Linked DNA regions of Mus musculus: region 1 is linked to region 2. Evidence: chromatin contacts called from public Hi-C data. All regions are on one chromosome and are shown on one strand. Each heading gives the region's core, a stretch centred on a gene start, on an enhancer-like site or on the middle of the called end of the contact. The rest is flanking DNA. Distances are from core to core; before and after follow the strand shown.

The links. Hi-C and Micro-C count contacts between places; a contact is called where the count stands out from the background.
Region 1: a Hi-C map of centroblasts shows a contact between it and region 2, with 2.9 times the contacts expected there. The contact joins two enhancer-like sites. A contact is called at or near these places in 3 of 484 Hi-C or Micro-C datasets (the C10 cell line, bone marrow-derived macrophages and centroblasts) and 2 of 115 datasets of contacts at active chromatin or transcription factors (the 230-238 cell line and bone marrow-derived macrophages).

Annotation. Positions count from the first base shown.
Region 1 is chr16:24,335,755-24,340,253 of GRCm38.p6, forward strand. No RefSeq gene overlaps it. Among named protein-coding and RNA genes, the nearest start is that of Gm38456, 42 kb to the left of the region's middle. Within about 2 kb of position 2,182, at least 13 of the 459 cell types and tissues checked have an H3K27ac peak or open chromatin away from gene starts, as enhancers often do. A contact at or near this core is called in centroblasts, where this site is marked.
Region 2 is chr16:24,132,703-24,137,192 of GRCm38.p6, forward strand. No RefSeq gene overlaps it. Among named protein-coding and RNA genes, the nearest start is that of Gm32126, 25 kb to the right of the region's middle. Within about 2 kb of position 2,174, at least 9 of the 459 cell types and tissues checked have an H3K27ac peak or open chromatin away from gene starts, as enhancers often do. A contact at or near this core is called in centroblasts, where this site is marked.

The DNA of each region.
Region 1 (4,499 bases), core at 932-3,431, 200 kb after region 2:
CCCTTTGCTTAGTCACTGCTTTCATGATTCTAGGTGCTCAGGTTAGTTCCTTGCAGGAAGGACAGCAATGGCTGCTCCCTGTGACAGCCTCTCCAGCCTTAAGTCTCATATGATCTTCCTTCTCACCTGCATATTCTTTCAGAAAGTTGCTTTATACTTCCAACTTGGCAGTCAGTTCTGGAGACCTACTAGTGGTAAGTGGCTGTCAAGCATGATCAGTGTGCTGAAAAACCAAGCAACAGATGATGTGGCTGGGGCCTGAGAAAGAAGTGCATATCCTCTTTCCCTGCATCCTCAATACACGCTGGTTCTTTCCTAACGCCAGAGCTCAGATACTAAAACATCACTGGCTGGGCCTGACTATGCAGTTAAAGTTCAATCTTCTGTTTCTTCATCTGGGCACTGGAGAGCAGACTCCAGGGTCGGGCTCACAAAGATCTTGCTAGAGCACCCCTCCAAAGCATCCGCTGTTGAATTGAACAAATCAACAAGGACCCTGCTTACATCTGTTTGCACGCCTACCTTTCCTTAACTTGACTGGAGTGTGTAAGGTTTCTTATCTGGCCATGCATCCCTGTAAATGTGTGTGTGTGTGTGTGTGTGTGTGTGTGTGTGTGTGTGATGCAAGGTGGGTGCTTAATCAGTTCGTGCTGAATTAATTAACTTTAAACATGATTATGATGCACTTTAATAGGGTACAGGTGGGACAACTGTTAGCTTCAGTCATAGGTAGTGCAACAGTCATAGAGACACAAACAATAGCAGCCAAACTAGTTTTTCGTAAGAGCTCTCGGCGTTTAGGCACCTGCTGGGACACAAAGTACAGTACATGTGCCTTGTTTTTCAGGGCTCTTTCCAGCCGCCATATATTTGTGTCTTAAAAAAAAAAAAAAAAAAAAAAAACCTCACCTAATCTCTTACCCAGATCCTTACCAATTCAGTTATATGGGTCCAGAAAAGGAGGAAGAGCCCACTTTTACCAAGGTCATCGGAAGCAGTCCAGACACAAGAGTTCACAATGAATCGAATTCTCCATTTCTAGTCTGGAGTATCTGGCACTGAACACACTGTAACAAGTCAAAAATAATTAGAGAAAGGCAAAATCATTAGATCTACAATTAAAGAGGGTTTTGTTTTTTACCTTCAAACAGCCTTAACTCCCCCAAACACAAGTGATTTGTATGTATCTAAACTGGGATGTGTGTTTGTTAATAGACTGAAATAAATAGATACTGCTGTACTATCACGCAGAGAGCACGGACAGGTGAGAGGAGGTCCCTGGGGCTCATTTACATTCAGCTTTCAAAATAAGATATGAAAAACACCCCACAGGAGAAAGCAGGACTTTTGAACAGCGATATTTTGCAGTTCAGTGATTCCTAATGATTCCAGAGACGCTGGTGCCTGTCACTGTGTGTAACCACTCTTCTCGAGCACTTATATTTAGTTAGAGAGGATGTTGACAGCAAATAAGAAAACGGCCCCCTACACACAATGTAAGGTGGAGTTTATGCTCTAGCCACCCGATGACACCTTGAGGCTGAGTTTCTCTTATTTATAAATCAAAGATATTATTTCCTTTACTATAAAGGAATATTGTTGCAGAGTGAGGTAGGGCAGGGGAAAAACTAGCCATATAGAGATATTATACATTGAAACAAGCTTTTATCTCGAAACACACACACACACACACACACACACACACACACACTGAAAGAAAGGAAGAAAGAAACAAGCTTTTAAAAAATTGAATCTTTCAGTGTGTGTGTGTGTGTGTGTGTGTGTGTGTGTGTGTAGAGGGCATAGGCCAGCTCTGTGGAGTTAGTTCTCTCTTTCCACATTTAGATATTTCCAAGGACTTGAACATGGTGGCAGGGGTGGGGGTGGAGGGACATCAGTATGCATTTGCAGCAAGCACTTTTACCTACTGAAGAATCCCAGCCACTCCACAGAATAACCTCTCAAAGGTTACTAGTTTCTTCCCCTCTGATATGCAGTTTGGAGAAATGTTATCCCAATGGAATTGGCAAGACAGCTGTTGGATAGAAGAGTCAATTTCTCTATATATGCCTTATGTCTAGGTGTGGAAGGTCTCTTCCTTCCTCCTTCTCCATTTAGACAATTGCTTCAAGGTGGGGTGCTACATAGGTGGCCTACTCCTGACCTCTCTGCTCTCCGTGAGTGGAAAGAGCAGTGATGACGTCTCTGGTGGGCTATTTAGAGGTGAGCCTAGAGCCTGGGTGACTTCTCTCCAGCTCTCCATTTCTTTTCACTCCTGATCTAATCTGCGTTTAGGGAATGGTACCGTGTGAACACAGCAAGCATGACCATGGATGTGTGTGTGTGTGTGTGTGTGTGTCTGTTGTGATGCTCAATGGTAAAACGTCTGCTGAGCATGCATGAAGACGTGGGTTCAGTCCCAGCACAGAATAAATAAATGTCTGAAGAAAGGCCACACACATGAGAAGAGCCTTTCTTGACTTATCATTGCTGGTGACGAGGTATGTAAGTCACCACAATCCTGGGTCCAGTGTTAAAGTCCATCTTGCCCTTCCAATCTCTCCGGTGGGTGTTTACTGTGCAGTCAGTGAATTAAAGCAAATGCAAAACAGAAAGATAAAATGCTCCAACTCATGGCTTCTTCCAGAGTGTCACTTCTGTGGTTACTGAGAAACACGTTTGCCTGTCACCTCCAGTGCACTTCACATCGTCTTACAAAAGTTCCCTCTCGGGAGGCTTCCCGTATACTAAGACCAAGGAAAATGGCGGGCACTGGGACTGTTCCTACGTGTTCTTTCCCCCCTCAGAGCTCTTGAAGCTGTAGTGACTTCCACCCCATTTCCTTCAGCACCTCCCAAGGGTATTCCCCTCAAGGGATGTCTCTTTTCTACAGACAAACACATCCTCTGGTTTTTCTGCCCTCTTTTCTCCATTGGTCATATTCTCTTTCTTTTGTCTCTGTCACAACTTGATTGGTTGTCACTGCTCCTTCAGTCCGACAACCCCAAGAGCAGTATGAACCACAGCTCCAGTGAAATGCAGAGGAAGGTCTTCGTCTTCTGGTGAAATTAGATATTACACAGAAAACACTTCCCCGGCCTCAAACAATCCTTTAAAAATACCCAGACAGTACTATGAGAAATTCTGCAAAAGGCTTATCAGTAATCTCATCAGATGTTTTTCTCAGGTACAGACAGTCCACCCAAGGAAAAAAGAAAACAAACAGAAGTTCTGCCCTACATAATGACTAATGTCACACTATTTTTAACACAATCATGTCTTCCTTCAACTAGGTTGTAAGGCAAGAGCCCTTAGAGAGATGAGACTGGGCTTTACTGGTGGAAACATTATCCAGTAGTTATACCTAAAACCGGAAAGAGCCAACTCTGAGGATCCCTGGACCCAACTTATAAGTAAGATACTCAAGTCATATAAGCCTTGGAGAATTTCCTCAAGAGAGTCAGCGGCTGGAGGTAAAAGCAAAAAACGGTCAGACTGGCCCCTCTCAATGGGTAAAAAAAGGTGGGGTGATTTATTATTGAATTCAGTCATTGTCTCAGGGTGACCCGCTTACCCAGGAGGAAGGCTCTGTGCCAGTTTGAGCACTGCCTTGATTAGCATCTGGAAATTCCAGGTTCTTGGTTGACTTGGGGGGGGGGGTCCACATGTCACCTGCCACGCTCTCTGCCTGTCTCTTCTCCTATCTCAGTAATCTGAAGAGGAAAACTGTAAGTCTGGGCCCATAGTCACTGTGCATGACTTAACTGTGACATCTATCATGCAAAAGCAGCTGGGCTTGGGACAGTGTGGGTTACCAAGTAGGGGTTATTATAACTTTGGGGGTCTTGTTAAAAGAAAAAAAGTCTTACAAGGTAAAGGTCAGCAACAGATGATATGTGGAATACTCTCTAACTTTTCCACGGCGAGGCCTTCTAGGGCCAGGGCATCCTTCTGGATTTGCTGAGGGTGTGTGTTTCCTTTTTAAGGTCATGCACTCGAACATATGGATGTGGTAACAGTCGGCTGGCTGACTGGCTTTCATGTGCTAGTGGGCGTGACTGTTTATAAGAACTTCTTAAGAAAGCTGAGTCCCTAACACTTGCAACCTCAGGCACTCACAGGAAGCTAGTTTCTGGAACAGACCCTTTTGTATGTCCAAGAAAAGAAGCCTTCTTCCAGACCTCATTAGAAGAAGCTGGCTTTGGAACAGAGCATGGTGAGCCTGCGAGAGACAAGCTGAATTTGTGTAAGAATGTAATTCCTCCCACCAGAAAAAGGAAATGGAGCTTTCTTTCCAAGAAGGCTAACCAAGAATGGCATCCCATCCCAGGGATGTTTTTAGGTAATCATGCTCACAGCAGAGTAGAGCAGTGAGAACACTTACAGTTCCCTAGGGGGCTGGGGAGACGGTTCAGTGGTCGAGCACACTTACTGCTCTTGCAGAAGACCCAGATTCTGTCTCCAGCACCAGCATCACAAAGCCCACAGCTGCTGATAAC
Region 2 (4,490 bases), core at 924-3,423:
AGAGAAAGAATTAAGGAAGTAGGTAAGTATAAAGTAGTGACCCACCTGACATGGTTACCAGGAACCAAATTCAGGTCCTTGGCAAGAGCAATAAGGACTACCAACAGCTGGGCCAGCCTTCTAGCCACTGTCTCCATTGTTGACTTAAAGAATGTTTAACTAAGTGATCGGTAAATGTTATGCTGCCAATCCCCCTGAGCCCCTCCACTAGCAGCCCCTTCTCTACTCCTTTGATCAAATGTACAAGGTAGTCAAAATGCGCGGGCTGTTCTAAGGGTAGGAGTTGAGTTTTAGGTAAATTCTGGTTTAAATGTATAGGAAAGAATTTCAAACTGGTGAAGTATCCACTTTCGGGGATGAGATATATAAAGCAAGAGCAGGCCTGTGTGGACAGTTCTCCACTCTTGGCAATCTTGTGGCCAAAAGATAATTTTCAGGCTTTTTTTTTTTTCAAATAAACTTGTTGCTCATCAGCATGTCATTTCTGGATTTTTGTTCCATGAGTGAAAACTGCCCTACTTTACTGCTTTCAAATGGGCAGCATTAAAAGTGCAACTGCTTTGTTACTGATGGCATAAGCTTTGTATATTTGAGGCTGTCTATTTTATTAATGTTCAAGTTCAAGGACAATCCAGGTGTCTAAAATCCAATGTTCACCTGCAAAGTATCCTTAGAAAATATTTTCACTTGTTTACCATCAGACCGTTTGCTAATTGTCACAGCATGTGGGTTGGAAGAGTTGAAGCTTGAAGACTCTTTGTGCACAAGCAGGGCTGGAGTGCGTAAGCGCGAGCGTGGGGCTGGAGGAATAGCTCCAGTGATTAAGAGCTTGTGTTGCTCTTACAATGGACCTAAGTTTGGCTCCCATTTCTCACGTTGAGTAACTCACAACCAACTACAACTCCAGATCCAGAAGATCTGAAGCCCTTTGCTTCCAAGGACACCTACGTACACACACACACACACACACACACACACACACACACACACACACACACAAGCACACATACTTGAAAATAAGCACTTTAAAATGAAGGTAACAATGAAAATGATGATAGCATTGGCTCACACTCAAGCAGAATCGCAAAGGTCACATAACTTTCCTTGCTGTCATTTTTACTAAGGCTTTGCCCCGTGAAGTAGGCATAGAAACAGCAGTTCATCTCCAAATGACAGATGAGAAAATAAAGAGCCCAGGAGTTTCAAAAACTCAACCAAAGCCATAACATCTCATTTCCTCAGCCTGAATACACTACAAAGAACTCTAGCAACTGGAGGTGCTAAACAAAAGAATCCATTCAGTTAATAATCCCAGCAATGTGGGAGCCCCATAGAGCCAGCAAGATCAGCTCCATACTAGCCTGCCAAAGGACTGAGCAAGTGGAGAGTAGAGTGCCTAGCCCCTTCAGTCTGTTTAGTTGGATGTGGGTCAGGAAGAAGGAAACCAGAGCCAGGGGGTTTGAAACTGAGGGCCGTAAGAAGGGGCTGCTGTGTGAGTTTCTGATTACTGCTACGAGGAAGTACCCAATGTGTGTGGTTTAAAAAGAACACAAATTATGTTCTTAAGGTTCTGGAAGCTGCTGAAGTCTTAGTCATATTGTCTGGGCTTAAGTCAAATCATTACCAGGAAGGACAGGAAGGACTTCTTCCAGAGGCTAGATGTGGGATTCTTTTCCTTGTCTCTTCAGCTTCTCTTTGTTTTGAACCTCTTTCTCAGTCTTTAAAGTCCATCACTCAAAGCTCTCTGCATTGTCATCAACCCCGACTCTTCCTTCGCCCCACCGTATAAACATCCAGGTGCTTATGTGGTCCCTTCAAGATGATCTAGGATGAGTTTCCACCTCTCAACTCTCGATTTAATCTTATCTGAACAGGGAGATAGCAGGCATTCACAGCCCTGGAGGTTAGGTCCTGAGCAACTCCGAGGCCATCATTTAGCCTATCACAGGTGACAAGGTGACAGGTGGATGGTGGCAGTTGTTTTGTACAGGCAAGTGCACTGCTGGTTGTGTGTTGCCTGTTGAAAGTCACTCTCCTCTGCCACCTGACATGCAAGACCAAAATAGAAGCCCTGTGTTCTGATTCAAAATTAAATGCTCTTTCAGGCACAGCACACATTGCCTCTCAGCACTGGCATTCACTCTTGCAGACAGCCCATTCTTGTATAGATAGTAATTAATATTTGCATAATGCTTTAGAGTTTACAGTGTCCCTTTTTATTTACATGAAATCATCAAACCCCTACAATAACCTTCTGAGATGGTTATTATTAACACAGTTTTACATATGAAGACACTAAAGCTCCGAGGAGTGAAATGGTTTGTCCGAGGTCACCCAGCTGGTAAGGGCGAGACCACAATGCAAAACTCGGAACTCACACTATGCTCAGTTCTAACTAATGAATCTGTACTTGGCTCACTTCACTAGATGTGTTAGTTACCTTTTGGCAAATACTCAAATGTTGACTTGGATCTCAGACATGTTTTGGGAGAAAATGAATTTATAAGTTTCTTAGTACTTTGTAGTATACAGAATGACTTGTGACACCTAACCATCATCTCTATGATCATCATCATCTCACCATTATCACTACCACCACCACCACCATCTGTTCTGGAGACCAAGAAAATTCAATAGGTGAAAACTCTACTTCTTTTTATAATATTGTGCCTGCTGTGTTGTAGTTCTTAGGAACAATGATGTTATAACATATCTCGGGGATCTATGGTTTATTGGTCACTGTTGACATAGCCAAACTCCTGTGCCCTCGCAGATAAACAAGGTGGCTCACTGTTTGGTGAAGCAGGAGTCCTTAGTCACATAACTTCATAGTGATGCTTGCTACCATTTTATTCCCTTGTAGAAACCTACCACTTGCTAGGTATATCAAGTCCAACTACTTGGATGAAGAGGGAGGAATTAAGGTGGACAAAATGAAGGACAGTGGGGACAGTAGGCTGGGGTCAAGTCGTGTGTGCCCTTTTTCAGGTGGAACTCCACTTCACCACCCCTCCTCCTCTTCAGCGCACCCCTTCCACCTTTTTTTTTTTTTTTTTTTTTTTTTAGAATAGCCACCAACATCTGTAATTTGCAACCTCAAAACAAAACTAGAGGTTCACTGGGAGGACTAGCCAAGCTGGCCTCCACATGTGGCGGAGCAGTCAGCCGGCCCCCACTTCATTTGAGTGAGACCGCCAAAAGCCTTCACGTGGCGCCTTGGCCACAGAAGTATAATTAGCAAGTGCTCCCTGCCCCTCACAATGGCCACCTTCACTGGGCCAGGCAAAGGTGACAGATGGCAGGCAGGTGCATTCAAATGGCCTTGGTTTGACCAAGGGAAATGAAGTACTAAAACCTAACTCAGTCCCACAATGAGTCAGAATGGGGGTGGGGAAGGCTCTCAAAGTCCTCTGGCCCCTGTTCTTAGGAGAGCCTGTTGCTTCTGGTTGTTGCCTTAGGACTCATGGTTCTAGAGCTCTATTCCTATGAGACAGCCACTAAATTGTTTTTGGCCCTTACTAACAATTCTTCTTGCTTTCAAACTCAGCTGTTTAAGTGTACAGGTTCCGGCCATCTAAAACTGTCCCTAGCCTCGATAACCCTTGCTTCTGCATATTCAGACCCCACCAGTACTTCATGTTCCAATTAAGCTCTTCTTAGAAGCCTTTCCCTAGCCCAGTGAGGTGGCACATGCTGGCAGTTCTTATCTTTGGAAGACCAAGGTGAGAGGATGGCTGTTAGCTAAGGACCAGGCTGGTCTATGGAGTGAGACCTTACCTAAAGCACAGCAACAAAAAGAAGCCCCTAGCTAAACTGAGCAATTCCTAGCTCCCTAGGCACCCTCTTACCCTTTCCCTCTCGGTTCTAATGTATAGCAATTTGAAAATGAAAATAGTTTCTCACCTAAATGTTGAGTGCCCTGCTAAGCACTTTCACACTTGTTGGTTTAATTTGCTGTGTCACTCCCTGACATTAGACCAAAAAAAAAAAAAAAAAAAAAAAAAAAAAAGCCCGGAAGACAGAGACAGTGATTCATTGCTCTGTCCCCTGCCAAAGCAGAAGTGTGTTCTCCATAAATTGTCCCTGGGTTAACAATTTCAGAAAACTATTTGAAAAAAAAAATCTTAGACTGGTAAAGAATTTAAAGTTAGCCAGGACTGGTCGTAGCCAGGAGTGGTCTCCCTTGGCTTCTACTCTGCTTCACTGGGCTCAGGATACCCTGCACATACTCCATACACCAGTGCAGCCCTTTCTGTGACTCCTCTATGGTCTCTGGGGACCTCCTCGTTGCCAAATCAAACTACCTTTTTGCAGTCTTCCTCATTCTCAGATCCGCAGTAGTATTTTCATTTTAAAAGAAAATTAACTGCTTCATCAATTCTTTTCAGTGATCTGGGGACCAAATCCAGGGACTTATTCTTGCTATGCAAGCACCCAACCACCTCAAACTCATAGCACTTTAAAAAAATCTCTCCTGGACCCCCACTGCC